3 separate regions of the Anser cygnoides genome follow, and all the other regions are linked to region 1. Evidence: chromatin contacts called from public Hi-C data. All regions are on one chromosome and are shown on one strand. The core of a region is the stretch at or near the end of the contact, and the rest is flanking DNA. Distances in the headings are between cores, read along the strand shown.

Region 1 (4,077 bases), core at 579-3,078:
AAGCCCCATGGCGTTTATTTTATTGCTAAAAATCTGCAGAAGCATTAGGCCAGCACCGAGTCCCTGTTTCCTCGATGATCAAATGTCAGAGCTGCCAAGTTTGTGCACGATAGGCGCAGAGGCCTCGATTTCTCCAATAACCCGTGTGCGTTTATACACAGCTCTCATTTTTCCTCCCATCTCTGTCCCCGCTCTCTGCAGATACCTTGCATTTGTATTTCACCTCTTCGAGGTGTTTTCCCAAACGAAATGCCTTGAACATCCGGAGGTGTGTGCCTATAACCAGATCGTGGCAGCCAGCACGGGATCGAAGCCGTTCAGCTCTAGCCAGGATTTGCCGGATCTCTCTTGGCCTGTGCTTAATTTCTTCTTTTGAACCGCAGCTGCTATTTTTACTCCCAGCTCCTCTCCGGCTTGCCTTACGCTTTGCTCCTTGGAATTTCGTGAGTCGCTCATCGCCGGCGACCGCTCTGAGCTCGCTCTTCCTGGAGCGCGTTGATCCTCGGTGTGACCTGTGAGTGCCGTGAAACCTCTTGTTCTTTCCCCTACGCCGGGCTTTGTGCGCGGGGAAAGATGAGGCACCCGAAGGTAATCTGTATTCCCGGCTCCGCTGCGGTCTGACGCACGCTCTGCACCCTCTGCATCTCCCCTGCCACAGCCAGACAAAATTGGGGAGGTGTTTTCGAGCCTGGCTTGGCACGGATTCGCTGCCTTCTGTGCCAGGCTCTGGGCATCAGGTGACGGTGCACCTGAGCAGTCAGACAAAGTGATATTGGGCAATTGCTTTGGTTTTTTTTTTTTTCTCAGAGCTTGCAGCTCTCAGCCACGAGCTCCCCAGCTGCTGCTGCTGCCTCTCCGCTCCCAGGAAGGGGCGGCTCAGCGATTCCCTCTGGGCAGGGGGTCCGGAGTTGACAGCTCTCGACACCATTTCCCATCCCCTACGGCCGTATTTTTTTCTCTCCTGATATTTCCCTCGTGGAAGCTGCTGCGGGATTATTTATGGCGTTGTTTTGAAAAGCCACTAAAAGTTGAGTGGGGTAATATAAACTGTTCTGCTTCTGTTGGCGAGCTGATGTTACGCAGCCCCCTCGCGCCAGCGCCGTGACGGATGCCTCCACGGTCGGTGCGCAGCCTTGTGCTCGACTTTGTATCCTGAAGGAGCTCCTAGCCCCTGAATTTCATAAAAAAAAAAAAAAAATGAAATCCTTGTAATTCTCAGTGAGACCTCACTGACCTGAGAGCGCCAGACGAGGTAGACCAGTAGTCCCAGTGTCCCCAGGGGACTACGGGGAGGGCTGGGGCAGCAGCCTTGCTCTCGTGCCCTCTCCTCCGTCTCCCACTGCGGTTTCTCAACCCGCAGTGCGTGGCGCGCTCGTGATCGGTTACACAAGCAGGCAGTCCCTGAAATGAGTGCAGCGTGGGGTTTTTTGTTGTTTTTTTTTAAAGTGCGTGTTCTCTTGCAGGCTTTTGAGTGTTTAGAGGGGGGAGGGAAGTACTAAACATTAATTTTAGACTAATCTTATCTGGCTGTTTGGCAACGTTGCACAAGTATTTGGAAGCACGAGTATTTGGAAGACTTTTTTCCATTAGCTAGGTTGTCCTGTGGTTAAAAAAAAAAGTGGAGGAAAAAGTGTTCTTGATCTCTCTGTGCTGCATACGGGCTCTTCTGCGTGCTGATCTCTGTGCACATCGTTGTGCCCTGCGCCTCGGGTGCTCACCCGAGCCACGTGGGCTTGGTGCGGTGTTGAAACTCACTGCATCCTGCTTCGGAGAGCCCGTAACCACCTTCCCACCTCCCCAGCCAGGCAGTCTGAGCGATTTCCTGATTTGCCTTTAGTCTCTCACTGAAAAACAAAACTTTCAGCCTTGTCAGTCCCCTGCCCTGGAAGGCAGGGAAGGCGGCTGTACGCCTGTCGGATCGGCTGCTCGCTCGGCGCACCGGTGGCACGTAGACGTGAACGTGCTGTCGCAGTTGGTCGGACGGAGAAACGTCCAGCTGGCCCTGCTTCGCCAGCAGAGCGCCAACACGTGGGCAAGCGGTGGTGGCTGGGGGCTAGGTAAGTCCCAGATATAACTGGCCCTGCTCTGGCACGTTCCCCCGAGCAGGTGGGATGTCCTTTTGCAGCTACCACTGGCGTGGGGCAGCCTGTGCAGCTGTCCCCCTGCTCAGCAAGGGGGCTGGGATGCCCTGATCGCTTGCTCGTTTTCCTCCGTGCATGCTTCACGGCTTTAAAGAGCTGTGCTGCAGCAAAAAAAAAGCATCTTTTGGGGGATCTCTCAGGTCTTTTGGGGACCTCTCGTACAGCTAAGCTGGCTGTACTTGGAGCTTGGAGAAGCAGCGGGCACTTTGGAAGCGCTGCTCATTGGATGGTGCCCAGCGCCTGACCTGGAGGAGCACCGGTGGGCGCAGAAACCCTTCCGCTGCCGCGGGCCAGCACCCGTAGCAAGAGCAGGGAGGCGGTCTCCAGGCCTGATCCCTGTTTTCTGCAAGTTTTCAGGTAAAGCCAGAGCCTTCTATTTTCCCAAATAGACGAGGGATGTACTAAGGTAGGACCCTGCCTCAATTACGGTCCAGCCACGCAGGCGTGATGATAGGGGGAGTGATCAGCGTGGTACTGCCCCTCGCAGGAGCTTTCTGCTTGTTGGCTCCACAGGACAAAGGCAGGACAAAGCTGCCCCGGGTGCCCTCGGTGTTCCCAACTCGCCAGAGTGCTCGGGCTCTGCCTCTTGGAGGAGAGCTTCTTGGAGGGGAGCTCACTGGCACGGCAGCTTGCCGGAGTGCCTTGGGTCTGGCAGCGCTTCCCAGCCCGATCCTGAGAGCTTCAGGCTGGAATTATTCAGGAGATCCTTCGACATCAACACAAGTCTGAAATTCCTCTCGGTTTTCCCCTGCGCTCAGCTATTGCCCAGCCCCGGGCCCGAGGCTCAGCACCGCTTTGACCCGACCGCGGCTCAGCACCGGGCTTTTTGGATTCATCCTGGCTGCTGCGGGAGCTCGGTGGGAGAACTTCACCTGGAGCGCGGCCAACCCCGCAACCGTGTGAGCATTGACAGCAGCCGGGGAAGACTGACAGCCTTTCTTCCAGCTGACTTCATGTACAAATACACTTCCCTTCAAAGGCTCTGCCGAGCCAAGGAGCGATTACTCCAGGGCTGCTGCAGAAATATCACCGTTTTTGAAGGTCAGCACCTGCGTGTGGGTCCCAGCACCTTCCAGCCCTGGAACAGATAGGTCCCTTTCTGTTGTGCAACCCCTTTATGGGTGTATTTTTTTTTCTGCTTTCACCCAAAGCTTGTTGTCAGTACAGGTTTCCTGCAGGCCTGCTTTACCTCGAGAGGCTCTCCTGGATCGTGGTGTCTCCGTATGGAAAATACGGGCTGCGGTCACCCTGCCAGAACTCCACCTAAACGTCGGGTTTTCCAGGGAATCGGTGGTCCGCGTGAGTGCTAAAATGTTTAGTGAAGTGTTCACATGCAGTCCAGCACCCAGAACGACGGCTGCACAGGCTCAGGGGGCTCAGCTTCGTGCTCCTGGCTGCGGTGGGAACCCAAAATCAAGGGCCTGGGACCTCCCTGGGGTCCTCGCTGCTTCCCCAAAGTTTTGCGTGGCGCTTTAATCAGTTAATTTAATCAGTTAATCAGGGATGTGTTGTACTCGGTGCTGTGGCAGTGAACCTGCCGCTGTATTTATGCTGGCAGGGAAGGCTTTTTTTCCACTCCTGGCTTCCTCTGCAAATTGGACACTCCTGCTTTGTGCTCTGCATTTGTAGAAATACAGAGAAAGGCGGCGTTACCGGAGCGAGGTTGGTGCTTCGTCACTGAGGGTGACTTTCCAACGAGGAGGAGAGGACGGATTGGACTCGTATCTGGGTCAGGAAGAGGGAAAATACGATCAAAGTTGTGCTGGGGGTGGGCAGTTTGCATCTACAGGAGCAGGAGGCTGGGGGGACCTTGGAGAGTTGTGAGAAGATGCGGCAACAGCCGAGGACGTGAGGAGCGCAGGGAGGGGATATTCGTGCTCGGCCTCGAACAGCAGCTGTTCAACGTGGAGAGCTCGAGACCAAGGGCACTGAAAGA
Region 2 (4,077 bases), core at 1,118-3,617, 110 kb after region 1:
AAGCCACAAGGTGGGCAGCGTCCCGGGAGTGCCGAGGACAGAGCAAGAGCTAGTCCCAGAGAAAAGGCCGGACAGGAATATTTGCACATCACGAGTGACTGAAAGTATTCGACCCCCGGTCTGACGCCAAGAGCACTTTTAGTACACACCGAGTCACCTTCTGCATCTGCCCACCCATTTCTGTTATTTGACTAGTTTTGCATACCACTAATTAACAGTTCTGTGCGATTCATTCAGAATAAAACGGATAGGTGCAAAGGCCGTACGTAACTATCAGCCAGGCACAAACTAGGCGAAGGCAGTACGCGTAGCATATTTTTCCAGGGAATGAGAACTCGGGGGTACGATCTTCAGTCAGCCAAGAGCACAACGTGAACGAATGCGGGCAAGTAAATAGAAAAAAAAAATAGAAATCAAGAGGTCCATACAAAACACACCACTACGCACAAGAGAAACAAAAAAGACAGACCAGCAGAAAATACAGAGCGAAAGCTGCAGATGCTGGTGGCATTGTTCCTAAAGTTTCAGTCATGCAGACTGCAAACTACTTGAACCCAGACATGCATCAGAGAGGGCGACAAGCCTTTCATACAGACCTTAATTGGACAGAATTTGTTGAATACTTTATGTGCCGGAATGTGTACACTTCAGAGTGGATGCTTACATCAGATTTTTCAGCCAGCCTCCTGAACCACGCTCCCAGTTTGTGCTCCCAGCAGGGTCATGGGCAGATTTTGTGAGCGTTAATTAGGTTCCTGGTCAGAATCTGGCCTGTAGCTGATCTTTCAAAATAAAAAAGGTGCTTACAGGTAAGGCGAAGCTGTCGTAATAAGTCTGCAGTGAGAAGCAGGGAATGTCTTTGGTCTAAAGCTGACTCACTGCTCCTGCTGTCTCTCTGCAACAGATACCTCTGACCTCAGGGCTTTGAATGTCAGCAGTCAGTCATTGTCAGCAACTGTCTTTTCTGTCTCTTATTAAATGTGGTGGCATCGGTAAGCTGCAGTCTGCAGTCAGCTCACGCGCTCCAGCACAGCCTAGAGAAGGGGTTCCCAAAACGTGGGAAGCTAACAAGCTCCTCCAGCACAGCATCACAAACGCTGTCAGAAGTCACACCTCGTGCGTACACACGCACATAAGGCAGTGCCGGAGCCAACACACGGCATACCAGCCAACAGTCCCGGAATTTCTTATGGATTTATCAGGCAATCAGTTGAACAGAGTGCAAAGTTGAACAGAGTGCAGCTCTTTTTTGGCAGTTAGAGGCAGGAGTGAAGCAGATCAGAGTTCCTAACTCTTCAAAAAACCACCAGGATATCTGCATTTGTGTGGTGTTTTCATTCACCCACAAGGAATTGGATTTGGGGCTTTCTAAGATGCCTACAGAATTTTACAGCCTATGGTCTGTAAACAGCGAGAACACCAAGAAAAATCTAAAAACCAGAATGTGTGGCTTACCTGCACACAACATGAAAGTGTGCAGGTCAGGTTATGCCCTGCAGTTGTGGAATGGAGCCTTTTGGCTATTAACGCCCCTTCCTTAAAATGTGGAATCAACACACATTGAAAGAATCAAACCTGCATTACCATGGTTAAGTCCTTTCAGTGAGCTGGGAGACTCCACGCTAAGCCCTGAAGACGGTCCCTGCAACACACAATCACGTAGCGAGTTACACATTGTGTAACAAGTTAGTATTATTTGCCCTAAACTTTAGTTAGAGGATAAAGGAAGTGGGAAAATAGGTCCTTGGAAAGCCAGGTCCCGGGGTGCCATACCTAAAAGCACAGCACCACCAGTGAGGTAACTCTGAGCTCTGCCAGGGTCCAGGACTGGGAGATTCCCTGTACAGACTTTGTGATCTCCTCTAGCAGCACGTGCTTGGCCAGGGAGGAGGAAAGGAGAGGAGGAAAGAGCAGAGCAGAGCTTGGGCCACAGCCCCCAGTGGCTCCACAGCGAGACCCTAGTAGTAGGCAGCGCTAGGGTAGCCCAGGGCAGGATCCCACCGCCTCCCTCCTCAGCTCCCAAAGCCTTCCTGTCCCCTTTTCCACGCGTGAAAAAAAAAAAAATAGAAGAAATATAAAATTTCATTAAAAATTTTCCACAGCTTCTTCCCGGCCCCCAGTAACGCGGCGATCCAGCGCTACCCTCAGCCCACCGCACCCCCACGCCCTGCCTGCGGCGGACCCCAAGCGCTGAACGGGTCCGGATCCCAGTCCCGATCCCGATCCCAATCCCGATCCCGATCCCGATCCCGGTCCCGGTCCCGGTTCTGATCCCGGTCCCGGTCCCGGTCCCGGCCCCCCCGGCCGCAGCTGCCCCGTTGCCATGGCGCCCGCCCCCCCCCACCTGTCCCCCTGCGCATGCGCAGCGGAGGGCGGCGAGGCCCAACCCGCCGCCACCGACCGTTGGGGCGGCAACGGCTGCCTCAGGAAAAGGGCGGGAAAGAGCTCCCCGCGCTGAGGGGAACGAAACGGCCCGCGGAAGGGCGCTGGAAGAATAAATACATTTTTTTAAAAAAGTACCGCAATAGTTTTTGTTTTAGAGAAAGAAAAGGCGTTTTTTTTTCAAAGGTTGTGGGAAAAATCGGGGTTTCACAGAGTATTAAGTGAGCTTTTGTGTATTTGGGGGCAGAAAGCTTTGGGTTGGGGTATTTGGGGGCAAAAACACAAAATTGCGTTGGGGTATCCCTGGCCTCAGCTTCTGGGCTGTGCTGGAGGAGGCGCAGCTCGCACCTCTATGGTCTGCACAATCGTGGGGTGTGCTCTTAGTTAAACCGGTGTCACGTACCACAGAAACATTTTTAAAAACGACCTCTGATCTGGGCTGAGTTGAGAACCACAGCATCAGAGAGCCGGCATCAAATAGAGCTTGGATGTTTTCTGAAAAATCCCTTAAAGTGATAAAAATAAAGCTGATATCCAAGGTATAAGTGAAGCCACATGAAGTTGAGGTGTCACAGGGAGGAGCAGGCAGCTGAAGGGACGATTTTGGTGCCCTGCACCTTTTTTATTTTTTCATTTTTTATTTTATTTTTTTTTCACAGCCAGGGTACTACTCACAAACACTGTTTTTGTTAAATGCCGTGGAGAGGTTGCGAGGCGGGTTTCTGTTCCACATCCCTCAGCACCAGGCTTTCACTGCTGTGTGCTCCCATCTGCAAAGTGACAGGAGTCCAAAGCAAAAAGTGCAAAAAGTGGAAAGTATCAGGAGCTGAATCACCTTATAAAAAAAATAAATAAATAAATAAAATGTAAAACAAAGAAAAAGCTCGTAATCATTCTATCGCCAAACCCCAACACTTCGATGAGTCTGCCTAGAACCTGGTTCTTCCATTTTTCTCTCAGATATTAGCCTCTTGGAATCTGCTTTCTTGTCCATAAGCCTGTAGAATGCACTTTATCATATTTTCAAACTTGTCTTCAGGTAGGAGCTTGGAATTTAGTGCAGTTTCCTAAGGAAAAGGGGCTTGTACCACCACACGGGTTGCCTGCCCTCCCCTGTGCCATAACTTTCAAACCAGCTCTAACCGAGTTTGACACAAAGCCAAGAGTTCAAATATATTAATTTCCTATGAGTTTCATGAAAATTGTCAGCTGTGCCGAGCGTGGGAGACAGACACTATTAATATCTCGGCTGAGGAAATGTCAGCACAGCTCAGCCCTTCTCTAGTCTGTTTGGCAGCAGCATGTGCTGTTCCTGCAGTGGGGAGGACAAAATGGTATTTAAGGGCAATGGGACGTGAACCTGTAGGAAGACAGCTTTGTTTCAGAATAATTTCAACATAAAAAAAAAAAAAAAGGATTCCCTTAATTTTGGGAGCTGGAAGCTACAAAATAAATTTCAAATGACAGGCATTTTAATGCAATGGTACGTACTGCAGACCTATGTGTATTTTTTAAAAGCTTTTTTTTTTTTTAAATAGAAATGAATTTATTTTATTTATCAGATATAATAGCCGTCCAGCCTTTGTTTTCTCCCTTAGTATGATAATTGTATATATTACAGTGTACTAAATACAAACATTTAAGTAAATCAGCATTGGAAAGGATTGTCGGTAGAAAAAACAATTCAGATTTACA
Region 3 (4,077 bases), core at 1,051-3,550, 95 kb after region 1:
TTCAGGAGACCGAGAGGCTGCGGAGAATCTCAGCTGGAGCAGGTGGAAGCAGCAACGCCAACGCTCCCAGCGCGCACACGGCAGCAGAAGTTTGACCTGAAGCAGGATTTGTGCTTCGGGCTGCCCCGGTGCTCCCATCCCGAGCTCCTGCACTCACTTGCGCTTCTTTATTTTCACTTAGGAGGCTGAAATCTCCCGGGCTTGAGCCTGCCAGAGGGGACCGAGCTCTATTAAGTCTGCGAAAGACGATTCGGGCTCCTGGAGCTTCGCTCTGGGGCTCCGGGCGCTCCCCGGCACACCGAGGTCCCCCATCCACGCCTCAAGTCGTGCCTGGGTAACTTCGGCAGAGCGCAGCCGCTGCTCACCGTAAAGCCCGCACCTAAAGGGGCTGAGACCTGAGGAACAACTGCCACGCGACGCTCCATAAAACAGCAACACGCGTAGGAAATTACCGGGGGGGGGGGGATCTCAGATTTAAATGCTATGCTCTAACGCTTCTCCGTGATGGATGGGATCAAAACCCTAAAGGAGGCGCTGGTGAGATCCCGGCCCTTCCAGTGCCACCGCGACCAGCAGGTCCTTCACCTTACCCCTCAGTGAAAAACCTGTCGCTCCCAATTTGACCACAAAAAAAAAAATAAATGAACGCTTTCTCTCTCTCGCCCGTTTCCCCAGCACTCAGGCACCATAAAAGCAACCCCACAGCTTGCAAGAACGAGCAGCAGCGGTGCGGGCGACCCCGAAGCCGTGACGTCCCCCAGTGAAACCGGGGAGCAAATGCCCGCGTCCGGACGCGGGGCGAGCCTCATTCAGCCTGGCCGGGCGTACAGGGCCCTGCGCGGGGGTAAAACCACACCTGCAGGGCCCTTCTGGGGGTAAACCACCAGATTTTGGAAAGGCTCGCGGCCCCGCGGGGGGCAAAAACCCGTGGGGATGAGCCCCTGAGTGCGCTGCCCCTGCTGAGCACCGCTGGGACGGGCAGGGGGGCACCGGGGCATGGGGAGCTCCTCTGGGGGGAAATGTTAAATGGGGGGGGGCAGAGGGGGAAAAACTTATAAAAAACGGTGGGGGAATGAAAAGAGGGGGAAAAGGGGAGAAAATATAAAAAGGGGGGGGGAGAAGGGGGGGAGTAAAAAGGGGAGAATATAAGAAGGGGGGGAAGAGGGGGAATATAAAAAGGGGGGAAAATATACAAAGGGAGAAAAAGGGGGGTCGAAATATAAAAAGAGAGGGAATGTAAGAAGGGGGGAAATTAAAACGGGGGGAAGAGGGAAAAAATAAAACGGGTGGAAGAGAGGAAAAATAAAACGGGGGAAAATTAAAAGGGCAATGAAAAGAGGAGAATAAATTTAAAAGGGGGGGAAGAGGAGAAAAAAATTAAAAGGGGGGGAAGAGGAGAAAAAAATTAAAAGAGGGGGAAGAGGAGAAAAAATTTAAAAGGTGGAATATTAAAAAAGGAGGAAAAAAAGAATATTAAAAAGGGGGGGAAGGGAAAAAATAAAAAGGGGAAGGAATTAAAAAGGGGGAAAAGAAAATATTAAAAATGGTGAGGAAGACGGGGGAAAAATAAAAAGGGGAGGGGAAAAGGAAAAAAAAATAAAAATGGGGGGAAGAGGGAAAAAACGTAAGGCAATTAGGCGTGAAAAAAATAAAGGGGGGGGGGAATTAACGCGGGGAGAAGTGAGAAGGGGGGAAAAAAGGGGGGGGGAAATAACTCGAACGGAGCCCTGAGGTAAAACCCCGGGGGCAGCCGAGACCCGGGGGGGGGGGGGGGGGGGGGGGGCCTGCAGGGACCGGGGCCGTGCTCCCGGTGCCCCCCCCCGGCCCTCAGCGGCCCTGCCCGGTCCCGCGCCTCCCTCTCCGGGCCCGGCACCGGCGCGAGGCCCGGGGGCTCCCCTCAGGCCTCCCGCAGCCCCCCCCCGGCGGCCGGGGCGGGCGCCTCCCGTTCCCCGTCGTGGTGCGTGTCGTGTCCCCGTCCCCCCCCCCCTTCATCCCGAGGCCTAGCGCGGCCCGAAGCCGTCCCCGTGAGGTGAGGAGCGGGCGCCGGGGGTGGGTGGGGGGGGGGGTGCCTGGGCCGGCCGGCGGGGGCCCCCGCGTTGCTGCGGCTGCGCCGGGGCTGGAGGAGCTGGGAGATTGCGCGGTAGGACGCTCACCTCAGAGCGGCTGCGCTGCGGCGGGCCTGCGCCGTGGAAGCCCGCGGCGGGTGGAGGCCGGGGAGGGAGGGAGGGAGCGGAGCCGCGGGGGGGGGGACGCCGGCGGGGCTCGCCCTGAGCCGCCGCGATGGCGAGCGGGAGAGGCGGGGAGCGGCGGGCGGCGGCGGCGGCGGCGGCGGGAGGAGGAGGAGGCCGAAGTGGGGGGGGGGGGGGGGGGAGAAGGAGAAAGGAGGGGGGGGGGGGGAGGAGGGAGTATGGCGTCATAGCCCGGCGCCGCCGCCATGAGGAGGAGGGCGAGGGGCTGGGGAGGGAGGGAGGGAGGTGGCGCCGCCGCCATGCGGGGGAGGTCGGGGGGTGGTGGAGGGGTGGGGGGGGGGGTTGGGGGGTAAAGGTGGGGAGTGGGGTTGGGGGGGGGGGCGCCATGTTGGGGAGGTCGGGGGGGGGGGGGGCAGGGAGGGGGCGGCGCCATCTTGGGGAGGTCGCCGCGCGCCTCAGGGAGGCGGGCGGGAAAGCCCTGAGGGGGAGCCGGGGTATGGCTGCCCGCGGTGAGGCGGCCCCGGCCATCCCCGTGGCGTTTTGCTGTCAAAAAACAAAAAAGCACGTTTCGCAACGTTTTGGCCCGCCGCTCGGGCGTCCCTTCCCACCTCCACCACCCCCAAACCCTAGTTCGGTGGTAGGAGAAGCCATATTGCTGAGCTAATCCGGGTTTAAAAATAACGCAAAATAACACGAAGCTGCTCTTTCTGATACATGAGGTCTAACATTTTCTTGTATTGTCACATCAGGGCTCAGAGACCTGTACTGGGACCGCGGCCCTGTCACAGGAAGGTGTCCGCGTTCGAGGGCAGCCTGTGGTTTCAGTGGGAACCTGAAGTGTAAAGCACTTAAAATACAGGAAAAAGGAAAAAATAGCACAAAAAATTGTACAAAATAGTAAAAATAGATACAAGTGTGATTTACAGGAGGGAGTCTTAAGGAGGGACTTCACACAGATGCACCAAAACGGACAAATTTAAGATGTGTTCTCCTCAACTAAAGAATGGCGTGGAAAGTGCAACGTGGACGGGTGCTCAAGAGAAAAGTTAAGCTGGTTTACAGCAGCCTGGAAAGCAAAATATTTTCAGTAAAGTTCCTTCCATAAAGATCTTAGATGTATGTTAAGCGCTCCACTAGAGACCTGACAGGTCAAAAATTCAGTAGGCTTTTATATTACAGCAATCATGGTTTTATTTTTGTTGCATATACATTTTTTTTTTAATTTCAGGACGTCAGCCTACCATCTGTGCCTAGTAGAAACCTCTTCCATGGGTATGTCACTGTACTAAAAGTGATAATATTTTTCTCATTATACTAATATCCACTACTGGAATTTTACAGCTTCCCTTGAAGCATGCAATACCAATCCCTCTAAAATGGAACGTATCTCACATGCCTACCAGCTCACAGCACTCTGCAAATTGTATAAACTGATAGCCAAATACAGAAATAACTTCATCCCATAGGCGGAATGAAGCACAGCCACCAATTTTTCTATTAACAAATACAATAAAGCAATTGTAAATGGCTTCCTAGGGCAGGAAGTTATGACCGCACTACGACCATCTGAAGATGCAAGAATATGGAAAGCACAGGACGAAAACCTCTCAGAGACGTGCCTCGTCTGCAGAGCCAGCCGAGGCAATTGGCATGCGTGTCAGGTCAGCTCGGGATCGAATGTCCACTCTGCAGTCACACTCCAGTTGTTGCCTCTGCGGTGCCCCTGCGTTTCTCTGGGAGCTCTGCAGCCACGTGCACACTCTCATAGTGCATTTTTTGGGGAAAAAACACCTCTGCTTTTTGCACGAATGCCATCTTAGCCCGTAGACTCAGTTACTCTGAGTTTGTGATGCTCTTGATTTCCATCGTTGGTCTCCCATAGGCACAA

What was found. Hi-C and Micro-C count contacts between places; a contact is called where the count stands out from the background.
Region 2: a contact with region 1 is called in a Hi-C map of liver, with 2.9 times the contacts expected there. The contact joins the promoter of SMKR1 here to the enhancer-like site in region 1. A contact is called at or near these places in 2 of 7 Hi-C or Micro-C datasets (both in liver).
Region 3: a Hi-C map of liver shows a contact between it and region 1, with 5 times the contacts expected there. The contact joins the promoter of NRF1 here to the enhancer-like site in region 1. A contact is called at or near these places in 2 of 7 Hi-C or Micro-C datasets (both in liver).

The regions. Positions count from the first base shown.
Region 1 is chr1:1,517,307-1,521,383 of Taihu_goose_T2T_genome, reverse strand. All of the region lies in intron 3 of UBE2H (ubiquitin conjugating enzyme E2 H), which reads left to right. Among named protein-coding and RNA genes, the nearest start is that of UBE2H, 34 kb to the left of the region's middle. Within about 2 kb of position 1,828, at least 1 of the 3 cell types and tissues checked has open chromatin away from gene starts, as enhancers often do. A contact at or near this core is called in liver, where this site is marked.
Region 2 is chr1:1,406,207-1,410,283 of Taihu_goose_T2T_genome, reverse strand. It overlaps SMKR1 (small lysine rich protein 1), which reads right to left and starts at 2,367. Exons shown (of 3, transcript XM_066996627.1): 1 at 2,345-2,367; 2 at 1,585-1,642. The coding sequence starts at 1,587. LOC125182643 (a long non-coding RNA gene) reads left to right here and starts at 2,484. Exons shown (of 3, transcript XR_010831503.1): 1 at 2,484-3,865.
Region 3 is chr1:1,423,234-1,427,310 of Taihu_goose_T2T_genome, reverse strand. NRF1 (nuclear respiratory factor 1) reads right to left here and starts at 2,300. Exons shown (of 14, transcript XM_066995931.1): 1 at 2,154-2,300.